2 separate regions of the Mus musculus genome follow, and region 2 is linked to region 1. A link is a contact called in public HiCAR-type data. All regions are on one chromosome and are shown on one strand. Each heading gives the region's core, a stretch centred on a gene start, on an enhancer-like site or on the middle of the called end of the contact. The rest is flanking DNA. Distances are from core to core; before and after follow the strand shown.

What was found. HiCAR-type assays count read pairs that join an accessible place to other places.
Region 2: a HiCAR-type map of fibro-adipogenic progenitors shows a contact between it and region 1, with 4 times the contacts expected there. The contact joins two enhancer-like sites. A contact is called at or near these places in 2 of 115 datasets of contacts at active chromatin or transcription factors (embryonic stem cells and fibro-adipogenic progenitors).

Annotation. Positions count from the first base shown.
Region 1 is chr10:12,756,974-12,759,694 of GRCm38.p6, reverse strand. The region is part of intron 2 of Utrn (utrophin); the gene reads left to right. Among named protein-coding and RNA genes, the nearest start is that of Utrn, 100 kb to the left of the region's middle. Within about 2 kb of position 1,319, at least 43 of the 459 cell types and tissues checked have an H3K27ac peak or open chromatin away from gene starts, as enhancers often do. A contact at or near this core is called in fibro-adipogenic progenitors, where this site is marked.
Region 2 is chr10:12,892,153-12,894,873 of GRCm38.p6, reverse strand. No RefSeq gene overlaps it. Among named protein-coding and RNA genes, the nearest start is that of n-TLtaa3, 29 kb to the left of the region's middle. Within about 2 kb of position 1,318, at least 41 of the 459 cell types and tissues checked have an H3K27ac peak or open chromatin away from gene starts, as enhancers often do. A contact at or near this core is called in fibro-adipogenic progenitors, where this site is marked.

The DNA of each region.
Region 1 (2,721 bases), core at 70-2,569:
TTCCTTTGGTGATGAACAGCAGTGTGGAAGTGTAAACTGAATAAATCCTTTCCTTTCCAACTTGCTTCTTGGTCATGATTTTTGTGCAGGAATAGAAACCCTGACTAAGACAGTTTACTAAAGAAATGAGTGACAGTAACACAGACATTTTTTTAAATATGTCTAAAACTATATGTTCAGAAAACAGCTAGAGACAGTTTTATTGGAAAGAGATATATAATAATATATTAATTTTATAATATATAAAATAATAAAGATATATAAATAAAAATATAATAATGTTTTGAGTACAAAATACCTAGTGTTATTTCATGAAAATAGATACAATAGGTTGAGATTCTTACTGTTTTTACTAAAAATGAAAAGAGTAGGCTGGAGACATGACTTAGCACTTAAGAGCCCTTGCTGCTCTTTCAGGGGCCTTAGGCACAATGTGGGTACTGGGAATTGAACTCAAGACCTCTGGAAGAGCAGCCAGTGCTAAGCTATCTCTCCATCTTTCAGTAGAATTCTTCATCCTGACCCTCAACTACTTAATTCACAGGGAATGAAAAAACTTAAACTTGACTTAAAGCTCCATGATTTTTTAGTTGTCTCCTTAATTAAGGATGAAGGGCTTGATCATATTGAATGATATGGATCTAAAACTATCTTTTCCTAGGAAGTATATGTGGCTATACAGAAGCTAAAAACAATTCCCTCACCGGAGGACACTTACGTGTATGTTTCATGTTGGTGTATCTTCCCAAGCAGATGTCTGCCTATTATCGATGTATATAGCTGGAAGTGCTTGTTAATTTGCCCGAGTCCACAATGCTTCAGAGCCCTGGGGTCCTGAAAGGCAGTTCACACTGCAGCCAGTCATGGTCTGATGTTTTATAGAGGTGAAGAGCAAAGGAGAAACTGGCTGCATAAAGGGTTAAGAAACGCTCGCTCCTGGGTGTGCTGCTCATTTATTTACGGCCTCAGGCAAACCTGGGGGCAGTTTTAAGAGGAACTGTGTTTTATGTTTTTATCCATTAAACACCCCTGGTCATCATTGCCTTGTAGTGTCCGGGAGTATAGCTGTGCAGGAATGTTAACAAAAACCCATGAGGCACCACTAATTTGTGAATTCCCTGCTCTCTGCTACACATTTCCAAATAGAAATAAGCCCTCTTGAGACTGTTGCATGGTGTGTAAAACCATGCAACAAAGTTTTGGACTTTCTAGTTGTTGGAGTCTGATTTGCATGTGGCTCTCCCAGGGGAGACAGGGAAGCTGTTGGGCAATGTGTCCTGACTTGGAGCCTGCGCTTTCTTTGGCTCACTTTCAGAGCTGCTCATCTGGCAGAGCCGAGAGACTACAAATTACAGAAGCTCTTTCATCAGTGCAGTTAGGGGAAGAATATGCAAACTTGAAAATGCAGAAAATGCATGTTTCTGCTTTCCTCCTTTTGAAAAGACAAATTCCCATGGGTAACAATTGCAGACTCGAAATCTATATCCACTGAACAGGAGGCAGGGCTGTGAAGCATGGAGCCTGGATTCTGGTGTGAGTTGCTGCTCACATGCAGTTGCCCTTTAAACAGTCTGGGACACGGATGTGTGTGCTCTGCTGTTTTCTGCTCCTTGAATCTTGGGAGTTAATAGTCATAAAAATGGGATCTGGAAAAGAAGATGCTACAGAATGTGTGGTCAGAGCAGCTGGGAGCACCATCCCCCTGGAGATGGTTCATCTCCTTGTGAGTACTACCAGAGGCACTGCAGGCTTCCTTGAGCTGAACCATGTGCTACCCATTGGTTTTGATACTCATTTCATGTCAACAGAGCTAATTATTTTAAGAGCTGTATGTACTTCCTCCTCCTCCTCCTCCTCCTCCACCACCTCCTCCTCCTCCTCCTCCTCCATTTATGAGTACACTGTAGCTGTCTTCAGAAACACCAGAAGAGGTCATCAGATCCCATTACAGATGGTTGTGAGCCACCATGTGGGTGCTGGGAATTGAACTTGGGACCTTTGGAAGTGCAATAGGTGTTCTTAACTGCTGAGCCATCTCTTCAGCCTCATATGTCCTCTTCTTAAAAAGACATTTCAATTTTTATTAATTCCCAAATACCAATGAGAAAAAATAAACAATAAAATATTCTCTATATTCTTGACCACCATCTTTAGGATACTCTGGTGGTACTTTTGTAAGCTAGCTAGCTTTCTTTCTTGCTTGCCTCCTTTTGCCTAAATTCTAATTGATTTATTTTTAATTAAAAAATTAGGTTTTGTTTTATTTCGTGTGTGTGTGTGTGTGTGTGCTCACATGACATGGAGATCAGAAGACAATGTGTTGTATCACTTCTTCCCTTTGACCATATGGGTCCTGAGGACAGAATTCAGGTTTTCAGTCTTGGCTGAACATGATTTTGGATAAAAGCATTTGAGCTATTAGCTGACCCCATGTGACATTTTTTAAGAATTACATTTTCATTTAAGTGTGTGTGTATGTGTGTGTGTGTGTGTGCGTGACAGAGCACACACATGTTGTCATGAAGGCGTCCATGTGTGTGTATACTTGTGTACTGGTCACAGAGTTTACAATTCCTTAAGAGACTCACTATTGACTAACCCTATATTTCCTTTGGATGTGGCCCTGCCCTACTTGGTGATTGCCTGTCATTCATCTTACGACTCAGTATGCCTGTAGACAAGACTTACTTGCCTGGTGTGATGGTCTAGAAAATTACCAGT
Region 2 (2,721 bases), core at 69-2,568, 140 kb before region 1:
CTGATGGAGAGAAAATATTAAAAAATAATGGTACAGCTTGTATCCTCATATAGCTAAAAGTAATTGAAGATTACATTTGAATACCTGCATGAATCACTGTGGATGTGCTTCATGCAGTTAAACTCTTCCCTAGCACATATGAAGTCATGCCTTTGTTCTCCATTACTGACAAGAAAAAGAAAAGCAGAAGAAACTAGTTGGAGTATATGAGCTGACTCAGTCGTGGAAGGTTTGTGTGCACATCTAAGGACCTGTGTGCTAGCAGGGCAAAGGGAGAATACACACACATGCACATGAACACACACTGCACATGCTCACACACACACCCACCACACACACATGCATGCACTTGTACACTCAAGCACACCTCACTTAAGCACTTTAGCCTCCCTTTTAGCCCACCACCCAGCAGAGGTAGTAGGAAAGAAAAAAATATGGGGAAAGGGGACCTGTTTAGAAAGGTTCTTTGGAGCAACTCCCATCTGTGTTGTCTGGAAATCGGTAGTTCAGTTCACAGGTCAGCAGGCAGCGGCAACTCAATCCACTCACAGTGACATCACAGATACACCAGCAGTCCAGTTTCACAACCGAGCAGAGACAGCCAGGCCTCAGCCTCTGGGCAAGTCAGCAGGAGGGACCAGGAAGAACACCAGGAGAAGTTCTCCGTTGTGCCTCTCAGGGAAGTGAAGATGTGAGATCCACCAGCATTGCACAGCTAGCTCTGTGAGCAAGCCAAGCTCGGCCTCTATCACGGGCAGTCTGGTCCTATTTATACATCACAAGTCCTCCGTGGGTCTTGCCTCAGAACATAAGTTGGTCTCAGTTGACATCACTCTGCCAATCAGCCTGAGTCTGAGGAAGTGGCAAGAAACTGCAGCACACCACCAAAAGTTCTTTTGGTGTGTTTCTCTCTATGGAGTCCCGACATATGCAGCTCAACTATGCCATGTAAGGTGGATGTTGTTAGCAAAGAATCCTTCATCACGTGTCCTTTCATGTGCTTGCTTTAGCAGAACATTTTTTCTTCAGCCAAACATTTCTTCACGAGCCTGCCTTAGTCTTTCACCTGTGTGTGCTTCAGCTAAATGTTCCTTCATGTGTTTGCCCCAGCAAAATACCATCCAACCAACTTTCCAAAATACCCTTAAGTTTCCACTTCACACACACACTTCATTCATGTATACACATAGACACACTAACACACACTTACCACATGTACAGGCATGCGCAAGCGCACGCACACATACACAAAACCTCACTGTTCAGTGAGTCATTTGGACCCATTCTAGCTCTGGTGAGTCACCAAAATCCCTTCTGAGAGACAGAAAACAGAGTATCAGTGCAGGTCATCACATTTCCAGACAGACTGGACTGTTAAGAATGTCAACATCTTGACTTAAAACCTGTTTCCAGGACTTTCCTATCACAGATTCCAGTTCATCTCCATGGAGCCCAACACAACACACATAATCACTCTCACAACATGAAGTTTCTTTGCTATTTGAAGAGATATCTCTTTAGGACCCACCCTGCCCCTTTAACTTCCCACCCTTCCAGGGACAAGTGCCCCCAGTACTGTTCCTTCAGCTATATCTCTTTAAGGCTTGTCTTTAGCACAGCCCTGCACACACTCACTACTCCAGACTTTTCTGTGTTGTTAGAACCCCTCATAAACCATATGAATGTGTTGAAGTCCAGGCTAAGCTGAGGCTGCCCAGTTACAAACGTCGGCAGGAGATCCAGGAAAGACTGGGAGACACTGGGGATCACAGAGATCCCAGGCTTCAGGATTCACTGTCTCCCTTGTTCCTCAGCTTCATACTCATTGAAGGATCTATATCCCAGGCAGGCTTCTCCCTCAGGATAGCAAGCTAATGAGAAAACTTTAGCCTTATACCACATACTTCAGCCTATCAGAAAACAGAGGGAATCCTCCAAAAATCCTAAAAATCCTGAAAAAAAAAAATACCCAAAGGAGGGTGTGGTGTTTTGAATAGTTATGACCCACCCCTTAAACTCATTTGAATGCTTGGCCCATAGGGAGTGGTACTATTAGTAGGTATTGCTGGAGTAGGTGTGGCTTTGTTGGAGGAAGTGTTTCACTGTGGAGGTGGGCTTTGAGGTCTCTTATGCTCAAGCTACACCCAGTGTGGAACAGAGTCCCCTTCTGCCCCTTGTGAATCAAGATGTTGAACTCTTAGCTCCTTCTCTAGCACCATATCTACCTGCATGCTGCCATGCTTCCCACCATGATGATAATGGACTGAACCTCTGAAACTGTAAGCCAGCCCCTATGAAGTGGTTTCCTTTATAAGAGTTGCCTTGGTTATGGTGTCTCTTCACACCAATAGAAACCCAGAGTAAGACAGAGGGCGACACACTCCCTGGCCAGGAGTAGAGAATAAACTCTCAGAAATACACAGGCTTGGGTGGGAAGAGCTGGTGTCCAGGAGGAAGGTAGGTTGAAAAATGTCACAGGGTGATATCCAGACATGATCTTAGTACCCTAGGTGAGTTGTGACCGGGGACATACAGCTGTTTCCATCTTTGGTATGAGCTTCATAGGCAAACATGGAACCGGGGGTGTGGGGTGGGGTGGGGGACAGGGGAGGGAAGAAAGAGAGGGAGGGAAAAAGAGAAGGAGGGAGGGAGTATTCTCCATTCTTAAAAGTAAGGGCTCCAGGGGCTGTTACAACGTAGATCTTCCTCTGCTAGCAGCTG